Regions from separate parts of the Astyanax mexicanus genome. Here region 2 is linked to region 1. The links are chromatin contacts, called in public Hi-C maps. All regions are on one chromosome and are shown on one strand. The core of a region is the stretch at or near the end of the contact, and the rest is flanking DNA. Distances in the headings are between cores, read along the strand shown.

Region 1 (6,031 bases), core at 2,013-4,512:
AAAAAAGTACATCCAGTTAAGAATAAGGCAGGAATATTTATATTTTAGCAGTTTGTCACACTCACTTTCTCAGCAGTGCTGTGCAAAATTTTAAATTTCAGAGTTTAATTCAATTCAGTAAATAAATTTTAAAGTCAGTACTGATTATGTCAGTCTGACTGCTCAAGGTTCTAAACCTGTCAATCAAAACTACACTTCCCAGCATGCACCCACACTGATCACGTGACGATACAGCGTTCCCACTCTCAGAGTTGCTGACTGTTTCCACCTGTTCTCTCCTGTATAAATACCCCTCTGTTTGGAATCTTGTTTCCTAGCTCTTCTATGACGCATTTTCTTTCTCTTCTCTTGCCTTTTCCTCTGTCTTGTTGGATTTCTCATGTATGACCCTGGTTTCCCTGACTACTCTCCTTAGTTTGTTGTTTATATTTTCTGCTATTTGGTTACTAGCCTAGCTACTCTGTTAATACACTTTGTGATTCATATCTGCGAGTGTCTGTCCTGTGTGTCATTAAATTGAATCCACCCTACAGGATGTTGAATTGAATTTAAACTGGAGTATTTTTGATAACCTTTGCATCCACACAGGAACGCAAAGAAAAACAATAAAATGCTTGTTTGTATGCGCATGCCAGCCCAGCAGGGGGCACTAACAGCTCATTATGGTTTATATAAAATTCATTAAGAAGCAGCTTAATTAACAATATTTACCTAAAACTTTAGCACAGGGCACATTTTCTAATTACAGTAAAGATAGTCTCACTGTGTGAAAAACAGCAGGTTTCCAGAACTCAAATTCAAAACACACATTTGTACCAGAAAAAAAAAAAAAATCGAAAAAACAAATGTACAATTATAAAATTCTTCATTCAGAAATGTCACTCTGCAGCTGTCTCACCTGGATTCGAGCCTCTGGGAGGTTGATGCAGACAGCCAGTCTCTCTCTCATGCCCACGTCCGGGTACTGGGTTTGCTGGAAGGCCTTCTCCAGGGCCTGCAGCTGGGCCACTGTGAAGGCCGTACGGCTCCGTCTCTGTTTCTGCTGGTTCCCATAGCGTGCCTCAAGGATGAGCTCTAAAACACAAAAAACAAACATACTCAAACTTTCTAAAAGGACTTTTATGTAGAACAAAAAACAACATTAATCAACACTAATCTATGCTTATCTGTTTCTTTTATCATCATAAACGTTTTTCTTACTTAAACTACACAATGAATATTCAGTATTCATGCATAAATGATCAGATTTAGTGTACTAAAGCACATATTCTATTTAACTATTTCCTATTTATAAACTATTTAGTTTATAAATAAACTAATTATATCCTGAGTGGTACTTTCTATCTATCTATCTATCTATCTATCTATCTATCTATCTATCTATCTATCTATCTATCTATCTATCTATCTATCTATCTATCTATCTGTCTGTCTGTCTGTCTGTCTGTCTGTCTGTCTGTCTGTCTGTCTGTCTGTGCTAAACTCAAAGGTGTGTCCAAACCTTTGAGTGGTACTCTGTCTGTCTGTCTGTCTACCTGTCTGTCTGCCTATCTAAGCTAAATGAAAAGGTGTGTCAAACCTTTCATCCATCCATCCATCCATTCATCCTAAATGAGTAGGTGTGTCAAAATGTGGCAGGTAGTGTTACTCTATCTATCCATCCATCCATCCACCCACCCATGCTGAGTGCAGTATTTACCCGCCAGTCGCTCGGCCACGGTGAGGCTCTGAATGGGCGCTGCGGCTGGAGGTCGGTGCGGTGCTGCCATCTGCTGGTGAGGGTCGTAAAACAGCGAGTTGAGGCGGGGAAACGGGTACAGACCCCCGCCAGCGCCCGCTCCGCACAGATACAGCGAGTTCATGACTGATTACTGCGGGGGAAAAAACACAATAATACATCAGCTTATAGAGAGAAACACGTATACTCTTTATAATAGAATACACAGCTTATACATGTCATAAAGTATCCAGACACCCCTAATAAATTAACCAGTCCAGCAACTAGTGCACTCATTACTGACCACAGCCTGTGTGATCTCCATGGAAAGCATTACCAATATAATGAGACACTCTGAAACAGCCTAGAGTCACTGTGACCTGATGAGAACTTGGATTATTTATTTCCTGGGGTGGTCCTGATGAGAGCCAGTTCCATCATAACTTTTTTGATTGTCTTTGCGATTGCACTTGAGGATGCTTTCAAAATTCTTGATTATTATTATTATTTTTTTTTTCAGATTGACTGACCTTCATTAATTAATTAAAAGTAATTTCTTGAGAATAAAATAAAGAAATTCGGCATACACGGCTCCAACATGTCCTAAAGTACCCAGACATAACTAATGAACTAAGCAGTCCAGCCAACAGCGCACTCAGCTCTGACCACAGCCTGTGTGATCTCTATAGAAATCATTACCAATAGAATGAGACAATCTGAAACAGGACAATTTCTACTGGTCCTAAATAGAGGAGGTTTGTTTTAAATATACGCTTTTTTTTCTGAAAATATTGTGATTATCAACCTTGCTTAATGAACACTAACCAACTGATCATTTCATTGCATTTCATTATATATATGTTCTCAGCACGGGATGTTACAGAATTTGAAAAGCCAAAACAGTATCAGTGGTATCAGTGTCCTGGTGCAACTGTCTCTGCAATGTCCAATATATTAATTCCACTAACAGAGTGGTCTGGTAGTTTAGTTGGATGTGACTGCAGTCAATTAATTTATATTAATCTGTGCTTAAAATGATCTACCACATGCTCTGTGCAATTGCACATTCTCACCAGAGAGGGCTCCAAATCCCCAAAATGCACAGATTGTCGCTTTAAATAAAGCTATCTGTCTGTCTGTATCAATATTTTTCTATCTGTCTATATATCTATCCCCAAAACGTATAGACTGTTGCTTTAAATATTGTGATGCAATATCTATCTATCTATACGTCTGTCTGTCTGTCTCTCTGTCTATCCATCCATCTATACACAAATCCTTGAAACTTCAGACTGTTGCTTTAAATATTGTGAAGCAATATTTTTACCTTTATATATTGTGATGCAACATTTTTACTATATCATATAATAAATCATTATAACAAAAAATCCAGCCAGTATAAAACAATCCAGCCATGCATTTGCATCCATACACTAGTGCTACATATTGAAGGAGTTAGTTAGTGGGATTTTACCTGTAAAGTGGGGTAAATCCAGCTCAGTCCAGTACTTCTCAGGCCTGTAAGGTCTCACTGGCCGAGTCGAGTCCAGCAGGGCCTATTTAAGAAGCATTACCTCTAGCGTCTCCCAGCCATTAGCCAATAGAAAGAAAGGTATTAGCCGGGATTAAGTGGGATGAGGGAAAAGAAGGGGGTCCGGGGGGCTCAGGGCTTTTTTTTTTTTAACTATTGAACTTGAGAGATTTAAGCAAAGGATCTCCCCAACATAAGCGAGCATTTCACCTCCTCCCCCCCTCAGTTAAAACAATTAAAACAATGTGGGGTGCTGATCTGTGGGGTTGGCCACATTAGAATGGGGCTTTGGCAGCTTTAACTCCAGGGGTGTGTGTGTGTGTGTGTGTGTGAGTGTTTGAGTCTGGGAGTGTGTGTGGGACTGAAGGGTTTGTTTTGCTAACAGGCCCCATATTCTCCCCATATTTTCTGAGTTAGGAGTGAAATGCACTTTAAAAGGAGCCAAGCGTGCACTAGAGGGGTATAAAGACCCCCGCCAGCAATGAGCTGTGGAGTATCTGTTGAACTCTGTTCTCTGGAATGATGGTGAAGCTTCATCCAGGAGCACTGCTGGCTCTTTGGGAGTGAGTTGAGTTGGATGGCCGGACTACTAATCATTCAGCATCAGTGGCTGGATGCAATCAAGTCCTCCACACAGCAATGTTCCAATGATTCATCTAGTATGAGGCTTTTATAAAAGAGTAGAGGCTGTTACTGCAGTGAAGAAGGTTCCTTGATCTGTGGTTTTAATATTATGGCTTATAAGGTTGTGTTTAATGTAGATTTAATGTATAAGCGAAAGGAAAAGACAATGCAACCCTGCCAAAAAAATAGTCTCTTGTTCCAAATGCAGCAGGTTATATACTGTATATGTTGTATTTAGAATGTTGGTGATGCAACCTATGGACAAAAGTATTGAGGCAGCTTCTCATTTATTTCTTCTGCTTTTAATTTTTTTTTCAAATCAAGGGTATTAACTGTCTCTACTGTCCAGGAAAGTCTTCTACTGGTCATCAGATTATAGAGCATTCCTATAAGAATTTAATTGCAAGAGTGACACGTTTTAGTGAGGTCAGGATGTTAGATGATCACCATCCACACCTTCAACATATCCTCAACTACTAAGTACCCCCAAAGAAACTGAAAGGAGCACCATTTCCCCCATGCTTCCACAGCTCAGTTCTTTGGGGCTTTATTCCCACAACTTTTTAATTGGTCGTGATTATAGGCAGTCCTATTCTTTTGGCACTAATTTACACTCTACACTCTTTACAGGTTCTAGGTAAGCTGTGAGTGTAGGTGTTTGTACATCTGTGCCAACAACAGGCACAATGTAATATATCTGAATTAGCATTTATTAGAAGGGGTGCACATCTCAAAAAAGAGTTACTTTATTTTAGTTCAAAATGTAATTGATTTCATTGTTGATGATTAATATGGCTCACAGCCAATGAAAACCCAAAAATCTGTGTCTCATAAAATTGGAATATTATATAAGACTGATATTTTTGGCAGTGTGGGCAGTGTGCCAAGTCCTGCTGGAAAATAAAATCTGCTTCTCCATAAAAGTTGTCAGTAGCAGAGGGAAGAATGAAGTGCTGTAAGATTTTGTGGGAAAACAAAACTGCACTGACTTTAGACTTGATAATAAAACACAGTGGATCAACACCAGCAGATGACATGCCTCTTTATCCAAACCATCACTGATTGGTGGAAACTTCACACTAGACCTTGAGCAGTTTGGGCTGTGTATCTCTCCACTCTGATCCCTTGATTTACAAATGAAATGTAAAATTTACTGATGATCAGTTTGGAGAGTCATGTCATCTGTTAATGTGGGTCCACTGTTTTATATCAAGTCCAAAGTCAGTGCAGTGTTTTCCCGGAAAATCTTACTGCAACTGACTGTTGGGTGTGAAAAAGTAAAAACGGTTTTAAATAATTAATAAAATACAGATTTTTTTTTCAGATGATATGTGTACAGTAAAAATGCATGTGAAATTGTTCAGGATATTTGTATGGAGTTTTACACAAAAATATAAAATCTGCAATCAAAGTGCCAGACTATATACATATATAAGCAAAAAAGAAATAAGCAGAAGAAAAGTATATATATAATTACATTTCTCTTTTGTTTCTGTTTTGAATTTGCAACATTTGAGTACAAATTTACTTTTTTATGTGTGTAAAACATACAATTGACATAAAATTAACTTCATATATTTTACTGTGTAAGATGTTTGAACATGATGTGACTAGTGAAGTCATACTCGGCCCCTCTATGAATATTGTGGCCCCTTAAAAGCCCCTAGATCCATTTTTCATTTATCATCTTATTTTCTCTTCTCTTCCTATTTCTCCTTTGTCATCTTCTCTTTTTTCATTTCCTTTCTCTTTTACATCTCAAATGTATTTTTTTTCTATTCTATCCTCTTTTTCTCTTCACTCTTCTTCTTGTTCTTTAAATCCTCCTTCTTCTTTTATTACTTTTTCCTTAATATCTTCTCTTCTTTTCTCTTTTTCAATTTCCTTCCCTCCTCTTTGCACATTTGTTTTCCTTCCTTCCTTCCCCACTTCTTCACTTATATCTCTTTTTTCCTCATTTCTCTTCTTCCCCTTAGATTCTATTTCCTCTTTTCCTTTTTTATTTCTTCTCTTATCTTGCTTTTTCTTTTCTTTTCATCTTTTCACATTTTGTATCATTTTGTATTTTGCATTTTGGCCATCAAGAGGCCACAATATTCATAGAGGGGCCAAGTATTATTTCACTGGACCAAATGAGGATGGGTCCCCCCTTATACATG
Region 2 (6,031 bases), core at 1,462-3,961, 50 kb before region 1:
TACCCACTAATACATTATACATTAAGCTATAAGCAATAAAAAGACAAGTTTTTATAGCTAAGAGCTAAGAAAATAAAATTAATTGTATTTTCATTATAGGTTGCTGTTTTAAAAACTGGCCAGAGACTTTAGAAGACTTTTACAGACTTTTACAGTAATACATCTGGTGACCATTAACTACTGCCACAGCAAATAAAATAATAAATGAAATAAAGTAAGAGAGAAAACAAATAAAAAGTCTAGAGATAGAAAAGAAAGAATAAAAAAAAAGCACAAGAAAGAAAGTGTAAAGCAGCACTCACAAGAGGCTTGCCGACCCAGTCATACTCGTAATCAAAGACGTAGCCGTTTCTGTCGAAGAGGTCAGTGAAGAGTTTCCTCAGGTAGTCGTAATCAGGCTTCTCGAAAAAGTCCAGTCTCCGGACGTAGCGCAGGTACGTCGCTAACTCTTCTACGTGAAGGAAAGAAAGAGCACTTAAGTTATTCAAGTTATTTCCAAGTTATCCTTACAGCCATTACTATTCCATTTGCAAAAAAACACTACATACAAATCTATATATATATACGTATATTATATACGTATATATATATATATATATATATATATATATATATATATATATATATATATACACACACACAAACACAGTTTCTTCTAAAATCAAGGCTATTTAAAAAAAAAAATGTATTCTGCTCTGGTTGGAGAACCTGTCTCTAATGTCTAGTTTTTAGTAGATTTTGGAGAACTGTTGCCAGAATTTGATTGAAATTAGTGACAAGAGCATTAGCAAAGTCAAAACATTGAATGATCACCAACTCTTCCCATCCAAAATAACCAGAATGGAGCTCCATCTATCTAATAAACACAACTCCACTGTTCCACAGCTCACTGTTACATTATATTTTATTATATTATTCAGTAACGGTCTCTACTGTCCAGGAAAGGTATTCTATAAAGGCATTGCTGTGAATATTCAAATGCATTTAGCAACAAAGGTCAAAATGCTGGAATGTGGGTTCACTACTGGTCGAATTTACACCTCTTTAGCCCATGCCTGACATTAGCTATGGTGCTGATTGGTTCCTGTTATTCTGCAACACAGAGTTCTATTCTATAGACAATACATCTCTACACAGACTACACTGTACTTTTCTATTATTAGCAATGGGTGCAGCTTAAAGTAGATGAATGCATTTATTAGAAGGGAGTCCACAAACATTCATGGTCTATATCAAGAGGTGTACATAATTTGTAAAATAGGCTTAAAAAACACTGTGCCTTTAACCATGGGAAATTGTATGATGTTAATATGATGTTATGAAGCGTCATTAATAATAAGTTATGTTCAGACATGCTGTGATCAACAAACCAGAAGCCGCTTCTCAGCTGAACTGCAGAGGCAGGTCTAAACTAACCTGGGAAACTTTCGCAGAGCACCTCGATCGGCGTGGCCCGCTTGGTGTCTCCGATCTTCTGATAGCGCTCCTTCAGTGTGTCCGCCTGCAGCACAAAAACTCACTAGTTAATAATCTCCATTATATATGACATCCTGCACATATTCATGTACAGCCATCCATCCATCTGTCCATGCACCGTTTACATCCATCCATTCATCCATCCATTCACATTCATCCATCCCATCTCTTCATCCACAAAATATGAAAGGAGGCAATCATTTCTAAATTACTCAACCACTTCCTAACCCTATACTGGGAATAGACCCAGTATATAATAAATATAAAATTACACAGTGTCAGTATATGCAGATTCAGCATGTGTGGACTGGATCAGATTTTCCCCTCCAGTACATCATTCAAAATGTCCTGCTGATATTGAGCACAATACTAATACCTTCACTTTTCAAGCTTGTCAAAATGCTGATTAAAATGTAACAGAATAACACATTACAGATCATAAATTGATGCACAGGAATAATGGCATTTTCTTTTTATTATATATCAAATTTATATGCTTCCAGAAGCACTCTTATATATATTTATACTCTTGAAGTATTTCAAGAGTATAACATACAGTAATGAAAAATGGCCAGAAGAGGGCGGCAGTGAGGCAGTAAATAAAGGCAACTGTGGATCTGAAGGTCTTACAGCTGTTTATAGACATTTTATCAGGGATATAACGTCAATTATGACATATTGCTATAGCCAGTATCATCCAGCACCATACATCACTGCCTACATCTCCAAAATCCTAACTTTACAGAAAAATGGATGGCTACGTAAACACAATTCATTAAAAGTCATTTTAGAGAATTTCTATTGGTTACACAATGTAAAAAAAACACAGAAGAAACTACCAGATTCACATAATCCCAAAGAAAATAAAAATCAGTAAAATACTGCATACCACACATTAAAAAACCTATTTGAACTTTGTCGGATTAAACATGACAACAAAACAGCGATGCTAACATGCAAAAAAACTAAATATATGGGATTACTGATGCATTACTGCCCAAACAGCACAGTCCAGGGCTCCAGCTCACTGCCACCTCCTCAGCTGAGTCAGGAGATAAGCTCCGCTCAGCATATCAAGGGCATGGACAGTAGAGTATGTATATAAGTGTGTCCTCGTGTGTACATAAGCCTAAGGTCACGCAGATAAGAGCATGAGTGTGTGTGTTTACCTTCAGGCCCTGCCAGGGCAGACTGCCTCGCAGAAAGTACATGAACATGTGTCCCAGCGCCTCCAGGTCATCTCGCCTGCTCTGCTCTGTGGATCAAAACACAAACTCTTATTCAGCCTGGCCGCAAAAAAACGGGAAACTCGTCTTTGTGTGTTAATATCCACAAAGTTCAGTTTCAACACAAAACTAACGCACTGGAATCAGCTAATTTAAGAGTCTTATAGGTGCAGTATGCTGCAAAATTAATTAATTAATAAGTGTAAACATGCCTTATTCAACAATATAGCAAAGTAAGTTTTTTTTTTGGGTGGAAAGTAAAAATGTGCAACTGTTGGAATCAGACATTGGAAAGTAAAAAGAAAATAGGGGTGTTACGATGCACTCTGCTCATGATTCAATTCACAATAAAAAATGTACCTGCTATTTGGAACACATTTTGAATACAAACTTTTTTATATTTCCTTCTCTATAAACAAAAAATGTCCAATGCTACTTATATAAATGCTCCATGTCTAAATATTTGTGTAAGTAAACTAACTTTGCTGTTTCATTTCTTAATTAATCACTTATTTTATTAAGTGGTCTAGAGAGAAACATGTTTGTATAAGACAGCTTAACTGAACAGTAGTGAACAGTAATGAAGTCAATGTAAATACTCTACTTAGAGTATAGATTTTTCTTGCATCTTTACTGAACTAATTCCATTTTTTCTGTGATTTTAATTTACTTTAATTCATCTACACTTCAAATTATATATATATATATATATATATATATATATATATATATATATATATATATATATATATATATATATATATATAGAAAATCTTATTTTTCAGTCCACTACATTATCCAAAATATATTGGATATTATATAAAAGTGACTGATATCAAAAAGCAGTTGTACGTTTGGTTCAGTCTAAAATTATTGATGTCCTCCACTCTTTGCTTATGCCCACTGGTTCTCCGGCCTGCATTAGCGCAATACAGAACGTGGGATAGTCTGCTCCCAGGAAGCAATTTTCTAAAGGACAGTTTAAATGGAGAAAAAAAATAATGGAAAATGGGTGGGGCTATTTTGTAATTGCACTAGTCCCCATACATTTCAATCATAAGACCTTTCAGTGGGATAAGAACTTTGGCTATATATATATATATATATATATATATATATATATATATATATATATATATATATATATATATTCTCCTTGAATCATTGAACATTGCCTGTCCAAATTCATATATTGGGATATCTTGAATCTTGGATCTAGCTTGTATCTTGGATCTTGGATCTAGCTTGTATCCAGATTGATTTATCATAGTATAGACAGCCATAAATACCACAGTTGTAGGTGGTTTGAGAGATTTATATACAATGAGATTTAAACAGATGCTGTGATCGCTTAAATCAGATTTCGACATGTTTTTGCATCACACACCTCAACACATATCAACTCCAGAGTAATGTGGGGTCCAAGAGCAGCACCTAACAAGGTTAGTTAATGGCTCAGACCTTAATACAAAGGCAACCCAAGCAGATACTCAGTTCAGTCATCTGAACAGAGAAACCAATTTTAAAAAGCAAAGCCGATTTGTTTGCAGTCTGAACACAGCCTTAGAAGCCTCAGTATACAGAACATCCAACCACCCATCCCCCACACTATAGCTCTCTGAAGTCAGCCACAGGTTATATGTGAGAGGCCTCACCTTTGCCCAGGTGTGTGTTGATGCTCATGTAGCGGGCTGTGCCGGTCAAGCTCTTGTGTTCCCGGTACGGGATGTGTTTTTTGGTCTCTGGGTCAATGTATTCTTTGGCAAGCCCGAAGTCGATAATGTGGATGGTGTGCTGTCTCTTGCTGCCCGGTCGGCCCACCAGGAAGTTCTCCGGCTTGACGTCTCGGTATATTAAGCTCCTGGTGTGAACGTACTCCATCCGTGTTATCTGCACAATGGGAAAACGATAAGAAGATAAGACTCCGGAACATGGGTATTACATTTCAGACCAGAAACAAATAAAATAATAATAATTCAGTATGTCAAAAATGATGGTTTATGCAAACCTAAATGGGCACTTTTAATAAAACACACGGACACATTTACTGCGACAAAAAGGATCAACAATGTTGCAGTAGCAAATACGCTCATTGATCAAGGATTTCCAAAGCATTCTGCAGTGAGTGTGATATGTGGTGCTACCAGTTTTCCATCTTTCACATCAGCTGTTAGTGATTCATAACAGAACACCATCCTGCAAAACAGCACCACCTGACCAAGTCTAACTCTAAATTTCCTGGTTGCAATCCTAAACATAGGAGGTTTCAAACAAGCATGTCATTAACTCAGGTGATCAACCCTTCCATTTAACAGGGCAATTCTGATGTTTTACAGTATAATTAGCCTTTTCCCATTTTTAATCATAATTTCCCCATTTGACTTTGTGTGCACACCACAAGCACCGAAAGCAACAGAGCAGCTGTAAGTGATTCATTTTTACTGGGTCAGTAACACTCAGCAGCATTCCAAAGTTACCTGTAGATTTGGGTAAATTAAATGTACTTTTTTTTTAAACACCTACAATTTCCCAAAGACTGCAGCAGTATCTGTGCTAACCAAAGTAATTCAAATAGCAGAATAGTGCTCCTTAGAGCCAAAAATAATGCCATTGTTTTGGTTTAATTGAGGCTGCCGTCAAATCAGTAAACTAACTTGAATTAGCATTATTGTCTACTAGAAAATTGAGTCATTAAGTCCAAAGCATAGTCAGCACACAGGATTGTTTCTTTGTTACATTGTAGACACGGTATTTGGTTCAGTTAGTTTTGGTATCACACTGCAGTTTAGTGAGGGGTTAAAAAGTTTTACTACATCCTACATCACTACATCAATCTACATTAGCTATGCTGGCGGAGTCTCTCTAGATTTTACATTAATTGGATTTTAGAATGTTAGTTATGAGTTTGATGAGTGAAAGTGTGGAAACTGATATTATCCTAGTTTCCTTTTATTTCTGTTTATTAACACAACACTAATTAATGTTTTCCTCTCGTTTGTTTAAAGACTAACTCAGCTTAATGTAATTGGTCGGAAAGTCCGAATTTATCTAGAAAAGAGCTTTCATCCTGCAGATGAACTGGACCATTCAGTAGATCCAGACCAAAAACACCTATTGGTTGGACCAAACTCTGGAGCTTTGGTCTAAATGGTCCAGACCAAACAACTTTGCCGCTGGTAAAGTTCAATATATGCAAGACATTTAACATCAATACAGATCAGTCCAGCACAATATATGTAACTATATGTAGCATGCTTTGATTAAATATGGGTCTATGAGATTTGCAAAAGACATTGCTTTGTTTTTATTAACATTTATTTACATTTTAC

The links. Hi-C and Micro-C count contacts between places; a contact is called where the count stands out from the background.
Region 2: a contact with region 1 is called in a Hi-C map of muscle, with 20 times the contacts expected there. The contact joins the enhancer-like site here to the promoter of zgc:101100 in region 1. A contact is called at or near these places in 3 of 3 Hi-C or Micro-C datasets (blood and muscle).

Annotation. Positions count from the first base shown.
Region 1 is chr12:6,117,465-6,123,495 of AstMex3_surface, reverse strand. zgc:101100 (homeobox domain-containing protein) reads right to left here and starts at 3,262. Exons shown (of 4, transcript XM_007245785.4): 1 at 3,192-3,262; 2 at 1,700-1,871; 3 at 899-1,074. The coding sequence starts at 1,862.
Region 2 is chr12:6,166,696-6,172,726 of AstMex3_surface, reverse strand. It overlaps csnk1g2b (casein kinase 1, gamma 2b), which reads right to left. Exons shown (of 12, transcript XM_022670216.2): 5 at 4,358-4,592; 6 at 2,646-2,731; 7 at 1,417-1,501; 8 at 303-451. Among protein-coding and RNA genes, the nearest start is that of mfsd12b, 13 kb to the left of the region's middle. Within about 2 kb of position 2,711, the one cell type or tissue checked has an H3K27ac peak away from gene starts, as active enhancers do.